Linked DNA regions of Mus musculus: all the other regions are linked to region 2. Evidence: chromatin contacts called from public HiCAR-type, HiChIP or PLAC-seq and promoter capture Hi-C data. All regions are on one chromosome and are shown on one strand. Each heading gives the region's core, a stretch centred on a gene start, on an enhancer-like site or on the middle of the called end of the contact. The rest is flanking DNA. Distances are from core to core; before and after follow the strand shown. Region 1 holds the start of Aars2 (alanyl-tRNA synthetase 2, mitochondrial). Region 2 holds the start of Supt3 (SPT3, SAGA and STAGA complex component). Region 3 holds the start of Hsp90ab1 (heat shock protein 90 alpha (cytosolic), class B member 1). Region 4 holds the start of Tmem151b (transmembrane protein 151B). Region 5 holds the start of Tmem63b (transmembrane protein 63b). Region 6 holds the start of Tcte1 (t-complex-associated testis expressed 1). Region 7 holds the start of Enpp5 (ectonucleotide pyrophosphatase/phosphodiesterase 5).

Region 1 (3,368 bases), core at 783-3,282, 730 kb after region 2:
GCTTATGTAGTTCTGGTGGATGAACGCAGGGCCTCACAGATGCTAGGCAAAGCCCAACTGTTAGCTCTCCAATCCAGGACAGAGAACTAACTAAGGTGCCTATTTAATGGATCAAAGTTCTCCCAGCATCCCTTAGTCCCTATCTGTTACAGGATATGGCCAGCATATCCTGCCCCCTGCCCCCTATCCTAAACTTCTCCAGCCCAGGGGCTGGGCTACCCTTCCCCCAACTACCCTTCCCTATATAACCCAGCCATTTCTGTACCCAGTCCTTTTGCTTCTTCTTCTCCTTCTCCTTCTCCTCCTCCTCCTCCTCCTCCTCCTCCTCCTTCTTCTTCTTCTTCCTGACAGGGTCTCTGAGTAGGCCTGGCTGTCTTGCACTCTGTAGTTCAGGCTGCCTTCAAATTCACAGAGAGCCACCTGCCTCTCCTTCCCAAGTGCTGGGCGTAAGTGTGAAAGCCACTATGTGCTGCTTTTGAGTTAGTCTAAAGTACAGATTCGCTACTATAACACAAGGGCAGAGGATCTCCTTCTCCTCTAGCTGGGAAAACGGGCTCATCGCAGTTAGTTAAAGAATTTCAGTGTTTTCTCAAGGTCACCAATCTCAAAAATCCCCATCTGGCTTCAGGTTTCTGTTCCAAACACCCTGGAGGAAACCAAAAGAGGCAGAACAACACCTTTAACCTACATGGAAAAGAGAAGGCAGAGGATCACGGGATAGATATACAGGCTTGTCAGAATTCACTATTGCTATAGAAACTCAAGTCCAAAATAGACTATGTATTCCCCGAAAAGAAGCTGTGCTTCAAAAGTTCAAAAGACCCAAATAACACACAAAGACTGGTGGCCAAAAGAGCCCCCTGGGTGGCCAAGGCTGTCCTTCTGACCACAAAGACCTCAGTTCTGTAACCTCTAGTGCAGTGGCTCTCAACCTTCCTAATGCTTCAACCCTTTAAAACAGTTCCTCATGTTGTGATGGCCCCTAACCATAGAATTATTTCATTGCTACTTCATAACTGTAATTTTGCTATTGTTACAAATCGTAATGTAAATGAATGATATGCAACCCTATGTGGTTGCAACCCACAGGGTGAGAACCACTGCTCTGTTGGGTCTTAAACTTGGCAAATCCCTTTCTCTTCCTAGATCTGCTAACTTTCCCAGACTAAAGGTCAAGCAAGGTCATCATGAGAAGTCCTTGAGCTGTCTAGCTGCACCCACAAGGTCTGTTACCATAGAAAGGAAGTCAAGGGGACTGGGCCTGCCAGGACAGGTATCTCTTTTCTCTCAGCAAAATTCAAAGCCTCAGGGCCCTGGGAGGCTCATGGAAAGCCATCGCCACAGCTCTCAGCCAACAGCTTTGTCCTGACCTGTCGACCTGGATTCTCTCATCCCCAAGCAAATTAAAAGACCAAATGTCATTAAGCAATTAATAATGGAGCAGATGCAGTCTGGCTTCTGTGTCTCCACCAGACTCCTGCTCCAAAGAACCTGCTTCAGTCCCTAAGGACAAAGTGGCTCTGCAAACCGAGGGCAGAAGAGGACCTGGCAAGGTCTTAGAGCAGTGCCTGGCACTTACGCAGGGTTCTTGACCACCTCTTGAATACTCACGATCCCTTGGCACTCTTCAGCCTGGATCAGCACAAACCACACGGTCCACGCACCGAATTGCACCCACACCTGTTCCTTTGCAACTCCACAAAATCAATAGCACAACAACCATTACTGCCAGAATACAGATTTTGGAAGCAGAGGCATTGTGTTAATATTGCTACTAACGTTCAAAATACAGCCTAGCATGTAATGATCTTTTTATAATTATCTGTTCAATCCTGGATGAATTAAGGGCCTACTCTATGCAAAGTTACGGTATGCTGAGCCGCTCGCCAGGGGAAGAAGTCCCCTTCTTGGGGAAACACTTTCACTAGAAGCTGAGACTTGCCCCCCCCCCAAGTCTTCCACCCGCCAGGGGCCGCTGTAGGAAACACTAGGCGTCCTTTCGAACGTCACTCTTTGACCCCGCGAAGCCGTTGCCCGGAGCTAAGATGGCGGTGGCGTTGGCTGCCGCAGCCGGTAAGCTGCGGCGAGCCATTGGGAGGTCGTGCCCATGGCAGCCTTTCTCAACCGAGCCCGGTCCACCCCACGGAGCGGCCGTGCGGGACGCCTTCCTGAGCTTCTTCCGAGATCGCCACGGCCACCGGCTCGTGCCCTCCGCTACCGTGAGGCCGCGCGGCGACCCCAGCCTGCTTTTCGTCAATGCAGGCATGAACCAGGTAGGGGCGGGGCCACACCGATCGGGGGCGGAGCTCGGGAGTCAGCCTGAGAAAAGCGCTTCAGGATTGGACCAAAAAAGTGAGGGGCGGAACTCTGAGTGGAAGAGAGGCTGGGTAAAATGGGGTGGGGGCCTGGTTAGGTCTTGGGGAATTAGCTTGGAAACTTGTGGGGAGAAATTAAGTTTATTATCTCTGGATAGCAGCTGTGAAGTCCTGAGGGGCAGGCTCTGAGTGGAAGACTATTTAAATAAATAAAATTCATCCATTGAGTAGACATTTATTGCACTCCTGCTAGGTGCTTGGTAATATTCTTGAAGCTTTGATTCTGTCCAACCACTTCCCTTATCTGTAAATTTTACTACTTTTTACTAGGCAGAGTCTCTTGTTTAAGTTCATTTACCTCTTCTCTACCCTTCCTGACTTTTATGTGCTTCTAGTTCAAGCCCATCTTCCTGGGCACAGTGGATCCACGAAGTGAGATGGCAGGCTTCCGACGTGTAGTTAATAGCCAGAAGTGTGTCAGGGCTGGAGGACGCCATAACGACCTGGAGGATGTGGGGCGTGATCTCTCTCATCATACGTTTTTCGAGATGCTTGGCAACTGGGCTTTCGGGGGTGAATATTTTAAGGTGAGTTTCCAGGGAGCTCTAGAGTTAAAGTCTTTGAACCCTGAGTGCTGGATGTTGTGACCAAGAGCTAAACACAGTGTGTTATAGGGGAGACAGAAAGATGACTGGGTTGGTAAAGTGCTTGTGGATTCCCCAGAACTCGAATTTAAAGTGCGGGCTAACGGTGTGTGCCTATGATGCTGGAATGGCCAGATGGGAGATGGAAACAGATCCCTGAAGAAGTTCACAGACAAGCTAGTCTGGCCAACATCAAAGTCCCAAGCTAATGAGAGACCCTGTTTTAAACAAAAATTAGCTCCTAAGTACAGTCACCCATAGTTGTCCTTTGACTTTCACAAGCACATGTCCACATGTTACAGGTGTGTACACCACACATACACGGGCACGGGCACACACATACACACACGACATCCAATAGGAAAGAATATGCCTCACTTCGCTGATTGAAGGAAGGGGTTGTCTCCTG
Region 2 (3,588 bases), core at 1,046-3,545:
GTTTTCCCACCCACTTTGGAAATCATTTCTTTTTCTGAGAGCTAATGGTCTCCAAAGCTTTAACTTCACAAGAGCTTCGTTTTCAGCTTTGTTATTGAATAAAGGCAGGGCATGGCTGCTGCAAGGTATGGGTAAGGGGAAGGTTTTTATTGTAGGTATGAGGGAGAGTAGAGCCAGAGGCATCTGGAAGGGCCCAGAGCAGGGAGAGAAAGCAGTGGACTGAACCTGGCCAGCAGACTGGATCTAGCCATGAAAGGAGAGCTGGGGAGAGCAAGAGAGGAAGACTAAGAGAGTCTGTGCAATGAGACCTAGAGAGAGGCAAGAGAGAGGGGGCAAAGAGTGTGCGTAGCTGAAATAGTAGGGTTACTAAGACTCTGGGTGAGGGAAGCCCATGAGCTGGAAAGGTTTAGGGTAAAAGGCAAGATGAGCAGAGCTGAGAAGAGTCCCAGGTTCTTGTGGTCCTGAGGAAGCCTGGAGGCCAGCACATGCTTTAAGCTAATAGGAACCAGATAGCCATTTGTCCCAAGTTTTTTTTGGACCTGACCATTATAATTTGTTTTTGAGTCAAATCTGGTCTTTATCTGGAGGTGAAATGCCTGTGCGATGATATTAGTTGAGCAGAATTTTAATTAAAATGATCTGCATGGAATTTTTTTCTTTGGATAATCTGTCTTCTGTTTTTACAGCAGTTTGTTTGTTTGTTTGTTTATTTATTTTTATTATAAGACAGCTCAGTCTTAAAAATCAAGGCTGACCTTGACTTCTCCAATGCTGGGATTACACGCCCAGCCCAATCTCCTATTTCTTGGCAATGTACTAAAAAAGTCTTTTCACCTTTTGTATATAATCTAGTCTTAATTTTTAAGGAAATAATGACAATTTTTGGCTACTTTCCCATATAGCTCGCACTCAGCTTTGGGCAGAGTGAGCCTGGATCTTACACTTCATGTTGACCCTCCACATCCTAAATCTACTCTTGGAAGTGTATTTGGCAAATATTGAAGTGTCTGGCAGTTACAGAGGACTAAGCACAAGACAATTGCAATCCAGAGAGGAGATGATCAGATGAATGGCTGTTTTAAAGACACTCAGCAAATAGGATTATTTCAGAACTCATACATTCATAGGCAAGACATTAATGAAGTAAGTAGTGCTTGAAAAGACCTGGTAAAGGTGAATGTGATGGTTTGTATATGCTCGGCGCAGGGAATGGCACTATTAGAAGGTATGGCCCTGTTGGAGTAGGTGTGTCATTGTAGGTGTGGGCTTTAAGACCCTCATCCTTGCTGCATGGAAGCCAGTTTTCTACTACCATCCTTCAGATGAAGATGTATAACTCTCAGCTCCTCCTGCACCATTCCTGCCTGGATGCTGCCATGCTCCTGTCTTGATAATGGACTGAACCTCCGAACCTGTAAGCTAGCCACAATTAAATGTTCTTTTAAGAGTTGCTTTGGTCATGGTATCTATTCACAGCAGTAAAACCCTAGCGAAAAAAGTGACTAATATAAATAATAATAGTAAAAATAATATAATAAAAATAATATTTGAAATGGTAGGATAGTGGATATTTTCTTTTCTAAACAGCCGAGTGAAAACATCACACACAATTGTCTCCAGTTCATTAAGGTACTACACCTGCAACCATCAAACACGGGAAGACAGGTCATACATACAATTCAATATAAGTGGTGCAAGGAAAAATCACCACTGCTTGTTTATAAAGCTTCCCCAATAGTGAAAGTTATTAACTAAAGCATGCTTTTTAAAGTAATGGAACTTTGTAGAAAGGAACGGGGGTGGGGTGGGGTAACTTTGCAGATGAGTTTTCACAGGCTTTCGATTTTGCGCAAGGGCCGGTAGGGGTGGGTAGGTGGGTGTTCCCAGGTCCTAGAACGGACTGAGTCCTCACACAGTGCTTCTCTGAGGAGAGAGTCTTTCCTAACTCTGCGCCCCTTTGTCATTGGAAACAATTCTGGTCACCTGACCAACCCCTGAAGAGAAGCTTGCATAGACCTTCTCCCAGTGCAGATCACCGACTCTCAATAATCCTAGCTCCTCGGGCTCACTCCTACGGTCTGCAGAGTCACCACAGGCCAAATCCAGCTCCTCTGCCAGATCGCTCACTCGACTCATCACAACTCCCGCTCTGAGGCTCCGCCGCGTGGCTGCGGGCCGCTCCGTACGCCGAGGCGGGAGCGCGAAGCCCCGCCCCCGGAGTGTGGCGGAAGTAGAAGAAGCAGGCCCGCGACCGCGCGCGCTGGCCAGCCGGGTGCGCATGCGCTCTCGCCGCACGGCTTGGCCCGTCCCTCTAGTCACCCCAGGCTCCGCTACCCCCGCCCCGCCCCTCATAGTGGCGCTCTCGCCATCTTACCCCCACCCCCTCCAGCCTAGCTCAGTCACCTTTTCCCTTTCTACAATCTCTGGTTCCCCCCACTCCCCGCCCCCCTGCCCGTCGTGTCCCGGGGCCGCCGCCGCCGCAGACACCGCGCCATCTCTGTCCCCTCTCATTCTCCACGCGGGACGCGCAGCCGTGCCTCCACGTGTCTTAAGCAGAGGTTGTGGGGGCGCGTGGGGGCGGCGGGGAGTGGGGCGAGGTCATGGGAACTTGAGGGACGTCGTGGCAGCCAAATGCCTGGCCCGGGGCTGCGGGCCCAGCCGGATGCAGGCCGCCGAGCGTGGGGTGCCCCGTGGCTCCTCCCCGTTGTCGGTGGGCGTGAGGCAGGGGAGCCCTCGGGGCCGGGCGGAGAGGCACCGTTTAGGCTTGTCACCCAAATGGGTGGGAAGTCCTCCAAGAAGGCAAGCTAGGAAGCTAGGAAGTGGTAGTGGAAGGAAGTGCAGTGTGCATGCAGGCTGAGGGACAGAGGACACAGAGATGTTGCTGTCAGAGCTCGCCTCTGGGACCCCTGGGGAAATAAATCATTTAGCCGGTGGTGTCGGGGGGTATAGATGGGGATCATCGCAGCCTAGCTCAAAACTCAGGTTTATGGGAGAAGATCTGTGTGCTAAAAGCTTGTATCACGCCAGCTGTGATTAATTACGTTTGAGCTCCAAGGAAATTGTCTGTCATCTTGCCTTCTATATTGGAAGTCAGGCTAGTTGATGTGACAAGTGATAAGAGTTATAGGGATAGTGGAATATATTTGACGGTCAGACAGGATCCCAGTAGCAGTGTTGTTACTGAACACCCGGATTAAAATTAGCTTTATGTCCTTGGAATTAGTAGACTCAGGAAGAAACCAGTACATATTTATCTGGGATAAAACCTGAGTTCTCAGTATTTTTGAGTTAGTTCACTGTTAAAAGATTTACTTAAAGAAAGAAACAACTGGTAGAATTTCTGCGTGTTCCAGCGAGGCGGAATATGACTACTAAGATAATGTTTTGCACAACCAGACCTTACTTTAACCATACTATTGCAAGCTTCCCACCCTTTTCCGGCTGCACTGCCCAAGGGGACTTTATGCCAAGCTGGAAATGCTATACTCTATGGGCTACCAATATGGTAACCACCGGGTGCAGGTGGCTCTGATGAGCTTGATTTTTTAATTGGTTAGCAAATTAATTACAATGTAAGTAAGTAGACAC
Region 3 (3,673 bases), core at 827-3,326, 800 kb after region 2:
GGGTTTGAAGTAAAGAGGATCAGCAACATGGTTCTTGGCCAAGTATAACCATCTGCTGCGCAAGGTAACAATCAGTTCAATGTCCAGAGATCTAGGGGTCAAAGCTGTCCTGACCAACCACTTGTACTTTTTTTCTAATAAGTGTCCTAATATGTAATACCCTAGACAGACAAATTTTAACTTAAGCAGTAACAAATTAGAGGACGGTGTGGATGAAAGGCCACACACCTGGAGAGCCTCCATGAACGCCTTCGTGCCAGACTTAGCAATGGTTCCCAGGTTATTAATGAGGTCAGCCTTGGTCATGCCAATGCCTGTGTCCACCAAAGTCAGCGTGCGCTCCTGAGGGTTGGGGATGATGTCAATTTTCAGCTCTTTCCCACTGTCCAACTTAGAAGGGTCCGTCAGGCTCTCATATCGAATCTTGTCCAGGGCCTGTAGTAAACGCAAAAAGCCAGATTATTTTATTTTTCCAAACAGTCCCTCCCCCTTCAACATCAACTGAACTGTTCTTCTCAATCACTCCCACACACACACACACTTCCGTGAAGCCTTAGAAATTCAACAACAGAATACTCACATCTGAAGCATTAGAGATCAACTCGCGGAGGAAAATCTCCTTGTTTGAATAGAAAGTGTTGATGATGAGGGACATGAGCTGGGCAATTTCTGCCTGAAAGGCAAAGGTCTCCACCTCCTCCTCTCCATGGTGCACTTCCTCAGGCATCTAAGAATGAAAGAATTACTACTAAGGACCATTATAGACACACATTTTAATATCCAGCTCAAACTTCTTTAGTCTGGGAAAGTATCCAACCCAAAGAGACAAGAGCAGCCATTTTCTTTAAAAAAGGACATTTAAGCTACAATGGCCAAGACAAAAATGACAGAAAAAAACCTAAAAGATGGGTTTTCCAGAACAGATGCCCAAAAGTCAAACTCTTGAACATTGGCATGTTCAGTGCATAGCTCACTGACTCTGAACAGAACACCTGGCAATATGGTAAAAATCCAGACTAAGTTAACAATACATAAAAAAGAACCTCAAGCAACCCCTGGTACTCACACCCCTTAACTACAATCTCCTCATTGGGGTGAGGAACAACTTTAACAGAAAAAGCAGTCTTTTTTAATTTTTATTTTATTCCACCCAGCAGGGCAAGAGAACCTTGAAGCTGTAGTCTGGGAGGCGCTCACGGGGCAATTAAATCAGGACAAAGAAATCAAGAGCTCCACCGTGACCACTCACTGTGCAGACTTGCATAGGCCGGAACCCAAGTAAAATGGTGGCCCAGCCGTCCAACGACCCTCGTCACTGCCGGACATGCGTCGGCAGGAGCCACACGGGGAGGGGGCGCCATTGAAACCCTCCCACCGCCCCAGCATCCGGGCACTGGGGCGGGGCGCCCAGGCTTCCAGAACAATCTGAGCTCCGGGGAGGGGAGGAGAAAGGGAGGGACCTAGGAATCTTCTCGTGCCTGCTCTGTCTCTCCTCCCCCGCCCTCCACTGGGAGGGCAGAAAGATCTGGAAAGGGAAAGCGCGGTGGGTTCCGGCGTCCCTGCTGTGCACCCCTCCCCAAAATCAAGCACGTTGGTACCGGCGGCGTCCGGGGGAGGCAGCCAGGCCAACCTCCCCAGGCCTTGCTGAGTCACGCAGAGCAGCCCGCCACCGCGCGGACCCTGCAGCCGCGCCCGGAAGTGGAGGGCAAACATGGCAGCGTCCCGGGTCGGCGACTACCACGTGCGGCCGCCCACCACCTGGCCGGGCCGCACCCCCACCCCACGCTCCGGGGAATCCACCCGCCCCGGGGAGCCTCGCGTGCAAGCCCGCCGGGGTACAGCCCGAACCTCTAACCTCTAGACACGTTATCTCCACAGGCTGCCCCGCCGGGGAAGGAGGCTTTGGGACAGATGAGATGGAGGCTGGGACCCCGGGAAGAAGCCCCCGGAGAGCCGCCGGGGACGAGAGACCCCGGCCTTACCTTGACGGGAAAGCCGAGTAGTAGTACAGAGCAGGGTGGTGGGCCCGGACCAAGTCCGACTCGCACGGCAAGCCTAGGCTGCGCGGGGGTGACTCAAGAGAGCTCCCGAACGCCCCCGACCGCCCTATATAAGGCGAAGCACAGCCCGGGCCCCGCCCTTGGATCCCTCCGCCTTAAAGGAGTGGCTGCGGGCCACGCACCTGCCGCCGCCCGCCCACCTTGACGTCATGGTAGCAGATCGTGGAGGGGGCGGGGAGGAGCGGGACCCCGGGCCTGGTTCCTGAGTCAAGGCCAATTCAATATCGTTTTGCACATCCCCCATTTCTGCAGGAGTAGGACATGTCCCCCCTCAAGATGAGCAGGGAGCATGCATATGCAATTAGGGATGTATCTGCGGGCGAATACCCTACGGACTGCCTCAGAAAACTCAAGGTAGGCGCTTCCACCCCCCCACCCCCCAAGAGTCCAGAACTCAGGGGACTGAAAGAGAATGGAGGTGGCCAACTCGGCTGCCATTTCCAGACCCGATCTTACTAGAATGTTCCCTACAAATCGCACATCAAGAGAAAAGGATGATAAATTCCTTGTCCAACTTTAAGGAGGCCCCCGATTCCCCCATCCCCACCCTCCCGGGTACAGCACAGCTTCAGGCTGGGAGCCGCTTTCCCCGAGGGGAGGGGCACGGGCCTGGGCTGGTAGGGACTCTTTGGCGGCCTGCGGCGGAAGGATCAGCAGCGGTGGTGCTGCGATTTCTTCCAGCAGTTTCTAGGCCTGTCTCGGCGGTCTCCACCCCTCCCCCCTAGGCTCCACCTCCCCTGCTGCGGCGGGGGCAGTGTCTTCGTCGCCGCTTGGCTGGGTGGCTTTTTTTTTTTTTTTTTTTCCCCTACCTTGATCTTACCCTGGGAAGAAATTTTCCCCAAGTCTGCCTACCGTGGGCCAGGGTTGAACGACCCTCCACGCGTGGCCCTAAGAGGCCCACATAACAGTGGGGGAGTGGAGCGCAGAGGGAGGGATAGCTGACCTGGATCGGTCACAGGGCACGGGGGCTGTGGGGGTGAGTGACTGCGGACACCTTCTAGTGAACAGAGAACCGAGCTAGCAGCTTGCGCTACTGGGTAGAACACTCCCCACCCCTCAGCCTCCCCGGTCTCCCACGTACACAGCGCGCGGGTACGTGCGCCCTCCCTATGTGAGCACAAGCTGTTTCTCAAGCTGGTTTCGCTTCTCTAGCCTCTTCCCTACTGCATGCAGCTCTTTGGACCTAGAGAGGAGCAGGTCCCAGTCTTTTCAGAGAAGCTGGAGTTCTAGGCATCCGCATGAAGGTGCTGGTCACAGGTTGGCCCAGTTCCAGGAGCCAGAAAACCAAGTTGTGCCAGTGCCTCTGTTCTAAAGGTGGCCTGCCATGTCCTTCAGCTGGCAATCTAGCCTTGCCTTTTTCCAAGGCTGCATCTGGAAGCTTGTTGGACTGATGAGCCCTCCAGTAGAGGATGGGCACTCAGTGCTCTGCTATCTTAGCTCATGCTGGCTTGTGTCCCCACACCACCGCCCACACCTTTGTTCCCGGTGCTTGCCTGCAGTCTGTCTAATGTGCATTCATTGTTAAACAGTAGTTGCTTTCTCCTTGCCTCTGTCTACTTCGTCTGTTATCATCCCATCCTGCACTGTCTGTTAGCCTCTCCTTAATTCTGTGT
Region 4 (3,326 bases), core at 541-3,040, 770 kb after region 2:
AAGAGGGAATGGGGCCCCTTGGCAGAGGAGATGGGGGTATGAACCATAGGTAAGGAAGACATTGAAAGCTCTCAGGCATTTGTCACAAATGTTTGATCCTCTCCCAGGGCCATTCTGTTAAAAGCACTTGGTACCTTCTGAGTTGTTTACATGTCTAGTTCTCCACCAGATGGAGCGCTCCTGAGGGCAGGGCTCATGTCTCATTCTCTTTGCCTAAGTGACACCCAGCAGGCACATAATCAATAAAGATTGAGTTTGATTGCTCAAATAACCTGTCTTCCACTCTTTTTGCATTGTTGCACACATGTGTGTATACACGCACACACAAAGACACACACACACACAAAGACACACACACACACAACCTTCTGATGCAGTTCTGACTGGCCCCTTTAATTCTTCATGCCTGGCCTTGGGACCAGTCAGAAAGAGAGAGATAAGGCAGTAGAAACCAAGTGTTTTAACCAAGTTAACAGCAGAGGCCCTAGATTTCTGGGCATAGTTAAGAAGAACAGGAAACAACACAGAGCAGGTACCTGCAAGGCAGTAAGAGGACAGCCTTTCAGGAGCTGTGCCTTTGGAAGCCGAGTGTATAGGTGCACCTGTGTGCCCGCCTGGTCATGTGCTTGTCCCAATGTGAGTACAACCGAAAGGGGCTACCCACACGTCCATCCCCACTCTCCTCCTGCCTCCGTGCAATATGCACGGTGTGCACCAGTGTGGATGCAAGGCTGGAACTTAGAGTTTCTACTTCCCTTAGTTTCTTTGTCTCCTGGTTTCAAAAGACTAAAAGTAGGACCCTAGCAAGGTACCGCACAGTACTGACTCAGAAATTCTTAAGCTTAGTGCCCCCTAGGGGGAGCATCAGGCATTAAGAGAGAGAGGTGAGCAGCAGCCCCCTTACACACACACACACACACACACACACACACACACACTCTCAGTGACACCAGGGGGTATGGCCTTTGTACCCGTCTGATCTTCCTATGATCCCAGCTAGGGTGACAACATCACTTCCCCCAAGGCACTCTTCTTGCCTCCGAGCACTCCCAGTCCTCCCTCCCGGCCTTCAAGGTGGGATGCCGCCCACCATCCTCACCTGGGGGATGGCCTAGCCCTTCTCTGCTAAGCCGGGGGTCTGCGAGGCTCCGCCCAGGGCCCCTCCCCCTGCCCCGGACCCCCGTGAGCCCCGCCCCCGACACGGCCCCTTCCTAGCCACAGCGGACTGCGCGGGCAGCCAGGTCGGGGCAATGCTGCTGGACTGCGGCTGCAGCGGCCGGCTCGGGGTGCGGGGCGCCGGCCGCTCTGCGGCGGAACCGGCGGGGACCGCGCGAGGTGCGGGGGATGGGGGCCAGGTCGCGGTTGTACGGGGGAACCGGGGACCGCCGGCTCTCACCTCCTCTCGGGCGGGGCCCTCGTCCGCCGATGCCATGGGCTCCTCTGGGACCCCGGAGCCGCCACCGCCGCCGCCGCCGCCGGCGCTCTCTCCCGCGGCCGAGCCAGGGGGGGACATGGCGTAGAGGGGGCGCGTTGAGCTCAGGACCTCCCGGGGGGCTGCCAGGGGCCGGGGGCATCCTGCGCTGGTCCTGAGGAGGGGGCGCGAGGGGCGGGGCCCTCTCTGCTCCCCACCCCCCGCCGGGGGGAGGGGGCCTAGAAAGGGCACGGGGGAGGCTGGAGATGGGGGGATGGGTGGGAGGGCGGACTGAAGGGGCCGGGCTGGGGGGGCCGGGGCCGGGGGCGGGTGTCACCTTGAGGCCCTCGCGGCGCCGCTCCGCCTCCCGCCCGCTCCCGCCGCCGCCTTTTGTCTGAGCCGAGCTGGAGCCAGCGCGCCCCCCCTCTTCCTCCCAGTGCATCAGAGCCCCGCCCCCAGCCCCCCAAACTCCGCCTCCCCCAAGCCTTCCTAATAACCACCACCACCACACCGCTAAAGGGGAGAAGCAACAGGGGCTCCCCGCACCCTTTCTGTCTCTCGGCCCTGTTCACCGCATCTTCCTTCCGCCTGCCCCTTCTGGGAAGATCTCAGCCTCAACTCCTCTCCAGCTGTCCTCTTAGAAGGGCCCTGGCGAGCGGGAGGATCAAGCAGCGTCGGTCTCCCATCTCTGGTCCCACAAGTCCTTGAAGCTGAAGGCTGGGGAGAAGAGAATGAGTCTGGACATTTTAGGGAAGACCCTTATTCCTAATTTGTATGGTAAAGGGTTAAGGCAGAAGCCGGACTCTAGAGGCGCTGAAGCTAAATCCAAGAAAGGACTACTGGAGGGCAGAGAGAGGAGCCGCAGGGAGGCTCTCCCTCCTTCCCAAGAGCAGCCCCAGAAAAGCGATCAAGTGCATCCAGTTCTCTAGAACGGGGGGGGGGGGGGGGGGTGTAAAGGACACCTGAGTCCTAACTCTTAATTCTGGCCCTGCCATAAGTTGTGTGGCCTTAGACAAACACTTTCTCTCTCTAAGCCCTTGTTCTGTTCCTCCCGGGTACAATGAAAAAGTCCACTAGTCTGCCGAGGTAGGGAGGTCAAGTCACAGACCACAGCAAGCTGAGTGACTGCCAGTAGCCAGGCCCTGTATGCTGCCCACCCACTGCTGCTTTTCCCTGCGTTGACTAAGACACACAAGAGACTGGCAGTGTTCTGCCTGCGTGCATTCCTGGTGTATCCATAAGTAAACAAGTACTCGGCACCTACTGTATGTCATGTATAGAAATAAAATGCAATTTCCTACCTTCAAAAGGCACAGCCTAGTTGAGGAGAAGACATGCAAACCAGTCATTATAATAGATTGTGATAAAGACCGGGCAATGGTTGTTCTGGGTGTGAATAGTCACTGTGCCAACCCACTGTGTTACTGGGGTCTTTGTCAGACAGTAACTGTTCTTCCTTACCCGGAGGAGACCAAGGCATGAGGAGGACAAGTGAGTGCTTACGGAACCACCTGCCAGCACCCACAGGATGACTCCTAGACTTCAGAGCTTTCTCTTTGTGAAGGGAAGTGACACACATCTGAGACAAGAGGATCAATACTTAAGGCCAGCCTGGACTAGATACCAAAACACTGTCCAAAAAAAAAAAAAAAAAAAAGGGTGTTAGGTAGTAGGTTGGGGTGATAGCTCAGTGACAGAACACTTGTCTAGCATTTGGGAAGAACTAGCTTCAATTCCCAATTCCAGAAGTTCCTTTGGAGCAGGGGATGACCTTGAGGCAGTGTTGATATCATATCTGATCTCTGGGGTTAGGAAATAAGCATACTGAGGTGCCAGGTTTCCCCTTGCCTCTTCGGATCAGGAAAGCCACTCCTTGTATCCCCCCACCTCTGCCTGCTCCCCCCACCCCAGTGCT
Region 5 (3,498 bases), core at 494-2,993, 910 kb after region 2:
AATATACCCCCATCCACCTGCAGTAGGTGGGGTGGGACTCCAGAGGAAACTGATAGGTCAGGAAGTTCAGAGATGTGAACCCATTATAATCGATCAACTGTCAGGCAGAGTGCCAGGCTATTTACCTGCATTAAACTATTGGATCCCAAAGATGCGCCTCGGAAGGAGGTGGTAGTAACTAATCACACTTTTAGATAGACACGGAGGTTCAGATAGGTTAAGTAACTTGCCAAGGTCGCACAGCTCAAAGAACAGCGGAGCTGGGATTTGAACCGGGTTTTCTGTTACTCTGCTGTACTTGGAAGGAATTTGTACCGATGCCAAAAAGGGGTTCTTCGCGACTTATCACCCATCTTCTGCCTCAAAACATCCCCACCCACCTACTCGCTCACTCCCTGGCCAAGACTTCAACAGCAGGCCCCAGCATGTGCTACCTGGTACATGCCAGGACGTAGACCCTCTGGTACCCGGGAGGACAAAGGTGCTGGCAGCATACCCACCACCTGAGCCTGGCAGCCACTCCCCTTCCCCTTCTCTCTTATATCTGGAAGGCAGAGGGCTGTGGTCCCCTCTTCAGGAGGCGTTGGGTACAATCTCATTCACCCGACTACTGCAGACCGGGAGGAGGTTCAGGGTCAGGGAGTGGTACTCGGTAGAGAGCAGAGCCCCAAGCCCCTCTGAGCAACCGGCCGCCAGACTTCCGATCAGGGGACCAAGGCGGGTGGCAGCACAAAGCTCCAAGGGCAGCCAGCCCCTCTGACCTCTCTTCCCCACTTCCCGGGCATCCTTGCTTTTTCTGAGCAACACAACGACAAGCTTTGGGACAGTCCGCACCAGGCGGTCAAGACGGCCGGGAGGGACAAAGCGCGCCCCCTCCCCCTCAATAGGGCCTTTGCCTACTCCGGATTCGCGTCTGAATCTTCTCCCCACCGCACCCTCCAACGCAGGCCCGGGCGGCTCATGAATGAACTGCTCTGTGTGGGGCGCAGGAGAGGACATGCTCCCCGGGCCGGCCGCCCTCTCCAGCCCGCAGATCAGTCCCCACCAGGGTTGGGGCAGCTACTCGTCTGGTGCTAACACCTCGAGCCCTGCCCTTTGCCCAAGCATGAACCCCTTGCTTGAGGCCGGCTTCGTCCCCAGCAACAAGAAAAAGAATTAAAAAAAAAAAAAAAGAGAGAGACCGAGGGCATTGGACTTGGCGACCCTAGAATGCAAAACTCGGGGGCGGAGGCGGGTGGTTCCCTTCAGCGGCGCCGGCGGCTGGGGAGCAGCTGGGACCGGAGGAGGGCCGCGCAGGGGCCGCACACCTGGACGGAGCAGGTGGAACTAGAGTGGCACTCGAGGGCCGGGACGCAGGGGTCCCACGCCTTGGAATATTCCTGAGGGGCGGGGGTAGAGGACGGCGCACATCTGGAGCCCCGACAGGGGTGGGAGGACTCACATCTGGCAGGGACGGTGCGGGTTTGGGGACAAAGCGTGCCTCCGTTGGGTCCCGTGGGGCCCGGGCACCTCTGGGTCCCGCAGGAGGTGGAAGGGAGGGGACGCGCAGCTGAGTCCGGGTGCTTTTTTTTTCCTTCCTTGGGGTGGTGGTGAGATCCTATGAGCCAAGTAAGGGGTGCTGGGGAGGGGTCCGCGTACTCACCCCTAGGCGCAGACTCGGCTCCGACTCGGGAGCCCCGGCTCCGGGCGGGGCGGGGCTGGGGAGGGGGAGGGGGAGTCGCCGGGCGGCTAGAGCTCTGGGCTCCTGCGGCGGCCGCGGCAGCGCGTGGGGGAGGGGGAGCAGAAGGAGGGAGGGAGGGCCGGGGAGGGGCTCCCGCAGGACCCGCCCCCACGCCGCACACGTAGAAAGTGCGCGCGCACTCACGGAGAACCCCTGGCGCGCAGGCGCAGCGTGCGGGGCGGGGCCTTGCCAAGCGGGGGTCCGTGGCGGGAGATTCCCAGGCTGTTAACGCGGTACGGTGGGGGCTCAGGGGAACACCTCGCACCCCTCGCGCTGCTTTTCCCGGTTTCTTCTCTGCAATAAGGGAGGCGCTGTCGGGGAGGGGTGAGGACAGGCCTTACTGGAAACCCAGTGTCAAGTGAGAAGGGTGCTCACTCTTCGCGAGGCCTCAGATCTGGACCCTCTCGCTGCCTTTTTGCCAAAGGCTTCGGGGTCCGCGCCTCCCACGCGCCCCCGATGCGCCCACCTGCTTATCCAGTTCGGGATGTAGAGCCTCGGGGAATGGGGGCTGAGATCTTGCCTGGGTTAAGTGGCTAGGCCGGTTGCTTTGACGCGTCTCCCGCAGTTTTATCTGCTTCTCTCTCTTGCTGGGCCTGGAGATGAGTTTGCTAGAAACTTCTGTGGTGTAAAGAGGGAGTCTTTGCTTTTGCTTCTGTCAGGCTGAATGACTCCTTTTGCACCGGGGATTCCCTGTATTCTCAGTTCACCAAAGACCTCTCCTAGTGGGGGGGTGGGGTTAAGACTTGAGAGTTGGAGAGGTGGAACGCCCCTTTTCTGTATGTCACCACACATCTCGAATACAAAGACACGACAGATACCACCTGTTAAATTTCGAGGTCTTAAAGGGGACAGAAGAAATACTGCTTCCCGCTGTACGCAGTAAGTGAGCTTTACACGCTGAGACTTAGATGAGGAACTGTGTAGCGGTCACAAGAGGCGAGACGGGATCACCTTGGATTACTTGGGAAATGGTGGCACCCAGGGAGGGTCTTGCATCACGACTGGACACTACCATCCTGGTCACTGTGTTTGCTGTATGTGGCTATTCAGCTGCTCGTTTTGTAGCTGGGGGTTTGCAGCTCTAAGATTTGGTCTGTTGAAGTGTCTTTCAGACACTCCCATGAGTGGCTTGGAAATCAGTTTAGTAGATCATGGCCATCGTGTGTGTGTGTGTGTGTGTGTGTGTGTGTGTGTGTGTGTTGCGCCTACAGTAGGTATTCTGTCTTGGGACACAAGGGCATGGGGGTGTATTAGGTGTCTTCTACTGTTTCTGTGTGTTGTAGAAAAGTTTGGGAAAGTATTGATCTCTTGTATACCTCTCGCTTTCCTTAGCTTGAGTTTTTAGTCAGTTAAATCCTCTGAAGATGCAGTTGATAGTACTAGTAATGAGCACATTGGAATTGGCCATCAGTGGGGTTTGCCCGTAATCCTAGATGTAGGTAGCCGTTAAGGATGTCAAGGCCATCCTTAGCTGCTTTGGGTGTGTAAGGCCAGCTTGAGATTGCCTGACACCAAGTCTCAACAAATCAAACCAAACATACAAATTCCCCAACTTTGAGGATTTTGGTGGTGGTAAGGGAAAGAAGATGGAGCTGCGTCTGCCGCTGTAGACTGCCTGGGGCTGTCACTGAGAAGCTGTATTGAGGAAACAGGTTTTGATGGGGCTGGTGGTAATGGTGGCACACCTGTGGTGGCACAAAGCCCTCCAAAACCAAGATTAAGGACTTTTGCATCATCCAGGATTCTGGACATCTAACTGCGGCATATATCCTATAACA
Region 6 (3,478 bases), core at 554-3,053, 750 kb after region 2:
TGAGATAGGCTCTGTTTGGTTGGCCTGGAACCCCCTGTGTAGGCCAGGCTGATCTCGTAACAGAGATACACACCTGTCTCTGCCTTCCAAGTGCTGGGATTGAAAACATACACCACCAGGCCTCATCAACAACAGGCTTTTAAAAGTTAGCACAGGGGGCTGGTGAGATGGCTCAGTGGTTAAGAGTGCTGACTGCTCTTCCAAAGTCCTGAGTTCAAATCCCAGCAACCACATGGTGGCTCACAACCATCCATAATGAAATCTGATGCCCTCTTCTGGAGTGTCTGAAGACAGCTACAGTGTACTTACATATAATAAATAAATAAATATTTTTTTTTAAATTTAGCACGTGCCCCAAGGTGGAGCTGAAGCAGAAAACAACTGAAGCCGGGCCTGAGCAGATTGCTCAATAAAGTATTTGCTCTTTGAGCATGGGGACCCAAGTTCAAGTGGCAGAAGCCACAAAAGCCAGCCTTGGTGGCGCACCTTCATAATCTCCCAGCTGTGCAGTCAGGGAAGAGTGCACAGAGACGGGGCGGGGGGGGGGGGGGGATGGGGATGGATTCCCCCAGTTCCACGAGCCATCTAACTAAGCCTGGTCTTTGAGCTCCAGGGCAGCAAAAGACCTTTTCTCAAGGAGGACAGCACCTGAGGTCACCCGCCACATGCATGTACATACCTGTGCACCTATCTATACACACAGAAGCATGCGCAAATAGAGCAGCTGAGACCGAAGCCCAGCATTTGAAGCACAGTGGAGCCAAGGAATGTAGGGAAGACCCTCCTCTATCAGAACAAAGCTGCCAGGCAGAGCTCTACCTAGACACAGGAGTGAGGGGTGGGTACAGCAGTGGGAGTGCACATTTTCATAGCAAGGATTCCCTGACACTGTATTAACTCCGAAGCGTGGGGCTACACGGTGCCAGAGTGCACACTGACTACCATGTAAGCATCTGGAGTGAGGATGTAGCTCCGGTGGCCCAGTACCAAGCATGGACTGAGCCCTGGGTTCAATTCCCCAGCACTGCAGAAACACGATTCCACTCTCTGTAATCCGGGCTCTGGAGAAGCAAGGCATGTGCAGCAGAATCAAGATCATCCACCGACTATACACACGATGGTTTGTAAGCCTCATGTGAGAGCGTGAAGGGACATGGGGACAGAAGCATGGCTCCTCACTGCATGGCTTGACCGCTGGACCTTGGTGGTAGGTTGGTCTACTAGGTTTTACCGCGGGCCCAGCTCTTTCGTGGCCACCAAGCTGAGGCTTCAACAGAGGCAATCTGACCAGAGAAGCTAGCTTAAAGCTAAACTTTGCTTTCCTAGGACAGACGGACACACACACACACACACACACACACACGCACACTCACAGTCTGCTGTCCCTCTGCTTTAGAGAATGAGTTCTTCTATTCCATATAGCCTGATCCCCGGAGTCGTCTCTCCTGCCTTGAGAGCTTCCGCCAGGCTGAGCGAAGGAGCGCTCTGGAGGCCCAGGCCCTTCCTGCCTCTGATACTTGGTTCACATTAGAGATAACCGAAGGGGCTCCCCAGCAGAGTTGGGGTCCACAGCTCGACCACAGGGGAATTCCAGAGGCTTAAGTAACTGTAGAAAGTCCCTCGCTTCCCCTGTCTCCTTTGTTTTTCTTGGGCCTTCTTCTCCTCCCCCCCTCCGCCCCCCAACTCCTTATCAGAAGTACATCCTCTAGAGCCACGCGAAAACCTTAATGCATCCCGAAACACGCAGCCAGAAAGCACGAGCGGAGGCCGAGAGCATAGGGTCGTTTTCTGAGCACGCGCACTAGGGGCAACCGAGGAGGAGGGCGCCAACGCCCAGGGCGGAGGGCTCAGGGTCCGCCCCCTGGCGACTCAGGCGTCCCTAACAACCAACTGCGCCAAGCCAACCGCCTCAGAGAGCAGTCTCCTGGGTCCCCAGAGCAGGTGAGGTGACCTCCGGGAAAGGGACCCCCAACTCTGATCTCCCCAATCAGACCATGCTGGTTAAGCTCAAAGCCCTGCCAGCTCCTGCAACCCACGCGGGTCTATGGCCCCGCAGCCGTCATCTTAGCTTCGTATGTCCTGTAATGGGAGAACCCATTCTGCAGTTACATGAAGCCCCCAGCTCATCACGCCTGTCTTCTAGAGGTGGGATCCAGGCTCTGCATTCCACACAGCGACTATCTGTAAACTGGTCTAGAGGTCTAGAATTCAAGTAAAGAAATGGGGAGACCTGGGAAGAGGAGAGTCCCCAATCCTCAGCTGAGGACAATGCTACAGGCCCTGTGGGTTCTGCACGTCCCCCATGGACCTGGTCTCTCTGAGTTACCAAGGGGAGGAGAAGAGAGGAGGCTGGAGTCGTGGGTAGAGCTACTGCAAGTGTCCCTTTCCATAGAGCTGACTACAGATGCCTGAGCTAGGATGGGGAGGACCCAGAAGCTATGAACAAGCTATCTCCCTGAGCCAGAGACCAAACCTGGGCTCTCAGAAAAACAGTGGTTGGTTTGTTTGTTTGTTTGTTTGTTTGTTTTAAATTCTCTCTTCCTTCAGCCCATAAACTGGGACTTCACAACAGGACTTTGGGCAATAGAGGGCAGGGAAGATGTAAACAAAAGCCCAGGGCTCTGAATACAGGAACCTGAGACCCAAGGAGGGCTCTTTGTGGGGAGCATGGGGTACGCGTGGGTGGGAAGCTGGCAGAGAGGTGGATGGAGACCCTAACCTGCCCCTGCAGCAGACCACCACAGCTACACTTGCAGAGAAACATGGGGCGTGACAGGCCCATTTGAGTAGTGGCAGGAACCTCCCTGACGTGGCCAGATTTTACTGGGGACTTGAAGAAGGATGAAAAGGGAAGGAATATGAGGGAGAGATCCAAGCTTGACCCAGTCTGTGAGCAACATGCGCTCCCAGCGTGAGCAGGGCAGAAGAGCAAACCTGCAACATTCTCTTGGGCCCTTGTGGAGACCTCAAGCCAAAGTCGGCCACAATCCAGCCTTAGGGAAGCGTCTCGGCAGCGAAGTAGGTGAAGGCTGGGGCTCCACAGTGGTGACCAGAGAACCCACGGGGGGAGGGAGTTCCAGAAACCTTTCTGGAACTGAGATGAGGTGAGAAAGGGGTACCTCAGAGAAGCAAGAGGGCCCATGGGGCAGATAAGCAGTCCGTCTGGCTTGCTGGCTTGGTGACAGCGAATCTCTTCAGTTTTCTAAGCCTCAGTTTCCTCTTTTGTAAGGTGTGGGCAATGGTGTTATGGTGACAAATGTCAATAATGGACATGAGGGCTTAGTGAGCTTCGTATAGGGGAGGCTGCTAACGAGTGCCAGCTCCAGGCCAAGCCTGTGTGAAATGTCACACAGTTTAGCTCCTAAATCACCTACAGTGGATGATAGGTGATGAAGGTAATATTAATGACTGTCTCCATTTGACAGGTGATGCCCCTGAAAGCTGTTGAGGTGTGAGAGGCAAGGGGTGGGGGGTGTCT
Region 7 (3,455 bases), core at 150-2,649, 700 kb before region 2:
TTCCATAAAAAGTTTGCAGAGCATGGCAGCCTGTCACGTGAGCAGAGCCTCCAATTCTCAATGACCCACATAGAAACAGGCCCATTCTCACCCCTGATTTTTTTTTCTTCCAGGTTTTCTTTCTTTGGAGTGAACAAGGAATTGGCTTCTTAGGCTGGGAGATAAGGACTTACTAGACTGAACCACCTCCTTCCAACTTTGAGCAGTTTCAAAGGTCAGGACTTGGGGCTTCGGAACAAGTTGTGCAGCTTCATGGTTTTGGGTCTGGCTACACGCAGAAACAACCTCCCTTTCCGCCTCCTTCCCACGTGTTGAAAATGATAAAAATCCCCATGGCAGAGTGCCCAAATGCCCTTCAGGGCAGTGCCGCCCAATTTAGCAAGTGCCCATGGCTAGAGTTGAGACTGTCCCCTCATTAGAAATACACCAAAGGCTAAGACCAAAGGGCTCAATTCCTTTACAGAACGTGGCTACAAACATCACAGCCCCAGCACACAGAACAGAAGACATTTGTTACAGACAGGCACCAAGGCCACAGCTGTGGATGCTTGTAGCCTTACCAGCTGATTAAATGTTGAAACTTCAGTTGTGACAATCAAGCAGATAATACTGCCTATTGCAGACAGATTTGGTTAGCTGAAGCTTTCAGGTGCTACTGCTTGGAGGATAGGAGTGGGGAGTGCCTGCGTGGCCAACTTATAATAAGATGCAAACACTTGGAAGTCACACATTGGGCTTCAGAACAGACTAGATTCCCAAAGCCTTCCATAGAGGAAATACTTGACACCAGCTATTCATGAACAAAAGATTCATGAGGGCTAAGGATATTCTTCAGTTGAGAGAGTGCTCAGCTGGCATCCAGGAAAACCTGGGTTTAATTCCCAGCACCTCATAAAACCTGGCATGGTGATACATGCCTGTAATCCCCAGAATTTAGGAAGTTGGAGCAGGAAGGTACTAGGACTGAGGTAATGCTGGGCTACAAACTGAGTTCCACACTATGGTGAGCTAAATGAGACCCTGTTTCGAATTATTAACACCATCTCATGGCAAGCTTGGATATTCTGATGTCCCTCCTTCAATTAAAGCTTACTGAGTGACGTCATCAGTTTATGATAAAGGAAGAAGAAAACTCAGAAGAGATGGTAGAATAAAATTAGCTTATAATGAACATGAGTTTCAGATCTCCAACCACTGGGATAGCACACTAAAGTCCCTCAATATCACGGACACAACAGGCCTACCAGGGCAGTTCTGAGTGACAAGAGCCCCCAGCCACCCATCCCTATCCCCAAACCTGGCCACCAAGTCCCCCTCCTTCAAACCCACGCAGCGCCCGCCCCCCTGCTTCCGCTAATTGACAGGCAGCACAGCTACTCCTAGGAGCGGATTTTTCACCCTGGTAACAGTGACAAGCTGGCGGGAGCCAATGGCGTTCCAGCAGCGGGGCGGGCTGCAGCGACGAGTCAGGTGCTCTGCGCTGAGGCTGCGTGCAGGTGAGCGAACAGGATCCTACAGTGCCCCTTGTTTCTGCCTCCTCTTGGTCCCAAACGTTCCAGGACAGATCTGTCTCAGCGCGGGTGAGTCCCCGGAGAAGGGTGGCCTGCCTCCAGAGGCCCACACTGGGGCTGTCACCGGCCAGCGGGGCGGGGAGGCCTAGCAACCCCGTAGAGAAGAGGCGACGCACCCACCCACCCTGGCAAACACCCTGACATAAGCCCACTCCTCTGCTCTTTGATTGGTGCGCCTGTTTGCTTAGGTTGGGGCGGGGTGGGGGTGGGGGAGGCTGGAGAGAGGAAGGACTGGAAAGGCCAGGGCGATTTCAATCGAGATCTAGAGAGTTTCAGGGCTCCGTGCTGTTTCTGCGTGGAGAAATGAGAGATTTGTCCTTTTTTCCTCATCCCCACCCCCACCTGCGTTGTGGCACCCATGTAATTATGTTGCTTCTTATTATCGAACATCCCCGAGCTTTAGACAGAGCCTCATACTTCGCTTCAGTTTGCCCCAAGAAAACAGTTGTCTTCTATTTACCTCAATTAACTAAAATAGATGGGAAAAAAATCATATGTTCCGTGCAACTGATTCTTTCTTGGCATTAAATTGTATTTGGTTGATAATAATTTCCTTCGTGTTAGTGAGATGGGAGAGAAAATTGGGGGAAAGAAAAGAAAAGAGGGAAGAAACAGGGATCAGTCATTTGCAGTTTCCTGCATACATTTAATTCCCCGTCATGGCCATTATTAATGTTGCTCCCAGAATGAGTGGCATTCAAGATACAATAGTAAATTTAAGTTTGGAATCAGTCATTGTCTTGAGACCAATGTCCAAAACAGTTTCTAGTCTGGATGAAACCACAGTTTAAAAAAGCAAATCTAACCTTAAGCTCATATGCATCCTTTGCATACAGCTTATGGTTCTGAAAACAAAGCCAGCCTGCCTCATAGGTTACATCTGCCCATTCCTAGACCATAGCAAGGCAAGTCAGAGCCACATGCACACATTCCACACATGTACACATATCACACACATCACACATGCACACATATCACACACATCACACATGCACACACATCACACATGCACACACAATCACACATGCACACATCCCACACATACACATATCACACATACACACACACATCACACATGCACACATACCATACATACACATACCACACATACCACACATGCACACACATCACACATACCATACATACACATATACCACACATACACACATACCACACATGCACACACATCACACATGCACATATACCACACATGCACACATACCACACATTTATACATACCACACATGCACACACATCACAATGCACACATACCACCTATGCGCACATCGCGCACACACACAGACACACACCATATCTACAAATTTTCAAGCATTCTAAATCATCCTGAATTTGTCTCTGAAAAGTCACATATACAAATCATCTTTTTAAATATTATTGTGGGGTCCATTTGAGTAATTCCTTTGTTTCTTTGAGGAATATCTTTTGATAGAATATAGGAAACTATAAGATTGTTTGTTTGTTTGTTTGTTTGTTTGTAAAGTGGCACTAAAGCGTTTTGGCCCTGGTGTCCTGTGTCAAATGGAGTTCTGTACAGTTTTTTCAGGCTGTGACTTAGGATGTAAATGAGATCACTCATCGCTGTCATTCTCAGTTTGGAAGAAAATGTATTAATCACAGTTGTCAGCATTAATTCCTTTGTGCTTATTCTACAGATTACCTTATGCTGAGCTGATCAAGGTCTTGAAAAATGATTCCAGAGTTTCTCCTTGCGTCTTGCACACTGGCTACTCTATGCCATTCGGCTCCGTTTTCTCTACAGCCAGAAGAGCAGAAAGTTCTGGTAGTTTCTTTTGATGGATTCCGCTGGGATTACTTATATAAAGTTCCAACCCCTCATTTCCATTATATCATGAAAAATGGTGT

Evidence for each region. Promoter capture Hi-C pulls out the DNA fragments that hold promoters and counts their contacts. HiCAR-type assays count read pairs that join an accessible place to other places. HiChIP or PLAC-seq counts read pairs in DNA pulled down with a chosen protein or histone mark.
Region 1: a promoter capture Hi-C map of pre-B cells shows a contact between it and region 2, with 2.8 times the contacts expected there. The contact joins the promoter of Aars2 here to the promoter of Supt3 in region 2. A contact is called at or near these places in 3 of 39 promoter capture datasets (the 3T3-L1 cell line, hippocampal neurons and pre-B cells), 1 of 484 Hi-C or Micro-C datasets (pre-B cells) and 1 of 115 datasets of contacts at active chromatin or transcription factors (large pre-B cells).
Region 3: a contact with region 2 is called in a promoter capture Hi-C map of pre-B cells, with 2.1 times the contacts expected there. The contact joins the promoter of Hsp90ab1 here to the promoter of Supt3 in region 2. A contact is called at or near these places in 3 of 39 promoter capture datasets (hippocampal neurons, liver and pre-B cells) and 2 of 115 datasets of contacts at active chromatin or transcription factors (bone marrow-derived macrophages and pancreatic cancer cells).
Region 4: a contact with region 2 is called in a HiCAR-type map of astrocytes, with 2.7 times the contacts expected there. The contact joins the promoter of Tmem151b here to the promoter of Supt3 in region 2. A contact is called at or near these places in 2 of 39 promoter capture datasets (embryonic stem cells and hippocampal neurons) and 2 of 115 datasets of contacts at active chromatin or transcription factors (astrocytes and pancreatic cancer cells).
Region 5: a contact with region 2 is called in a FOXA1 HiChIP or PLAC-seq map of pancreatic cancer cells. The contact joins the promoter of Tmem63b here to the promoter of Supt3 in region 2. A contact is called at or near these places in 1 of 39 promoter capture datasets (pre-B cells) and 1 of 115 datasets of contacts at active chromatin or transcription factors (pancreatic cancer cells).
Region 6: a HiCAR-type map of astrocytes shows a contact between it and region 2, with 4 times the contacts expected there. The contact joins the promoter of Tcte1 here to the promoter of Supt3 in region 2. A contact is called at or near these places in 2 of 39 promoter capture datasets (cranial neural crest and pre-B cells) and 2 of 115 datasets of contacts at active chromatin or transcription factors (astrocytes and pancreatic cancer cells).
Region 7: a contact with region 2 is called in a promoter capture Hi-C map of liver, with 1.9 times the contacts expected there. The contact joins the promoter of Enpp5 here to the promoter of Supt3 in region 2. A contact is called at or near these places in 10 of 39 promoter capture datasets (the 3T3-L1 cell line, 3T3-L1-derived adipocytes, the HPC-7 cell line and 5 more) and 3 of 115 datasets of contacts at active chromatin or transcription factors (astrocytes, embryonic stem cells and large pre-B cells).

Annotation. Positions count from the first base shown.
Region 1 is chr17:45,504,809-45,508,176 of GRCm38.p6, forward strand. It overlaps Aars2 (alanyl-tRNA synthetase 2, mitochondrial), which reads left to right and starts at 2,033. Exons shown (of 22, transcript NM_198608.2): 1 at 2,033-2,273; 2 at 2,711-2,902. The coding sequence starts at 2,046.
Region 2 is chr17:44,774,871-44,778,458 of GRCm38.p6, forward strand. Supt3 (SPT3, SAGA and STAGA complex component) reads left to right here and starts at 2,296. Exons shown (of 12, transcript NM_178652.3): 1 at 2,296-2,558. It also overlaps a transcript of Runx2 not described here.
Region 3 is chr17:45,571,185-45,574,857 of GRCm38.p6, forward strand. It overlaps Hsp90ab1 (heat shock protein 90 alpha (cytosolic), class B member 1), which reads right to left and starts at 2,077. Exons shown (of 11, transcript NM_008302.3): 1 at 1,983-2,077; 2 at 581-727; 3 at 229-435. The coding sequence starts at 727. It overlaps Gm35399 (a long non-coding RNA gene), which reads left to right and starts at 2,131. Exons shown (of 2, transcript XR_385595.1): 1 at 2,131-2,212; 2 at 2,313-3,606.
Region 4 is chr17:45,547,887-45,551,212 of GRCm38.p6, forward strand. Tmem151b (transmembrane protein 151B) reads right to left here and starts at 1,791. Exons shown (of 3, transcript NM_001013749.2): 1 at 1,397-1,791. The coding sequence starts at 1,513.
Region 5 is chr17:45,684,475-45,687,972 of GRCm38.p6, forward strand. It overlaps Tmem63b (transmembrane protein 63b), which reads right to left and starts at 1,744. Exons shown (of 24, transcript NM_198167.3): 1 at 1,643-1,744. It overlaps Mrpl14 (mitochondrial ribosomal protein L14), which reads left to right and starts at 1,875. Exons shown (of 3, transcript NM_026732.3): 1 at 1,875-1,953.
Region 6 is chr17:45,521,631-45,525,108 of GRCm38.p6, forward strand. Tcte1 (t-complex-associated testis expressed 1) reads left to right here and starts at 1,804. Exons shown (of 5, transcript NM_013688.2): 1 at 1,804-1,941.
Region 7 is chr17:44,077,403-44,080,857 of GRCm38.p6, forward strand. Enpp5 (ectonucleotide pyrophosphatase/phosphodiesterase 5) reads left to right here and starts at 1,400. Exons shown (of 4, transcript NM_032003.3): 1 at 1,400-1,580; 2 at 3,245-3,455. The coding sequence starts at 3,280.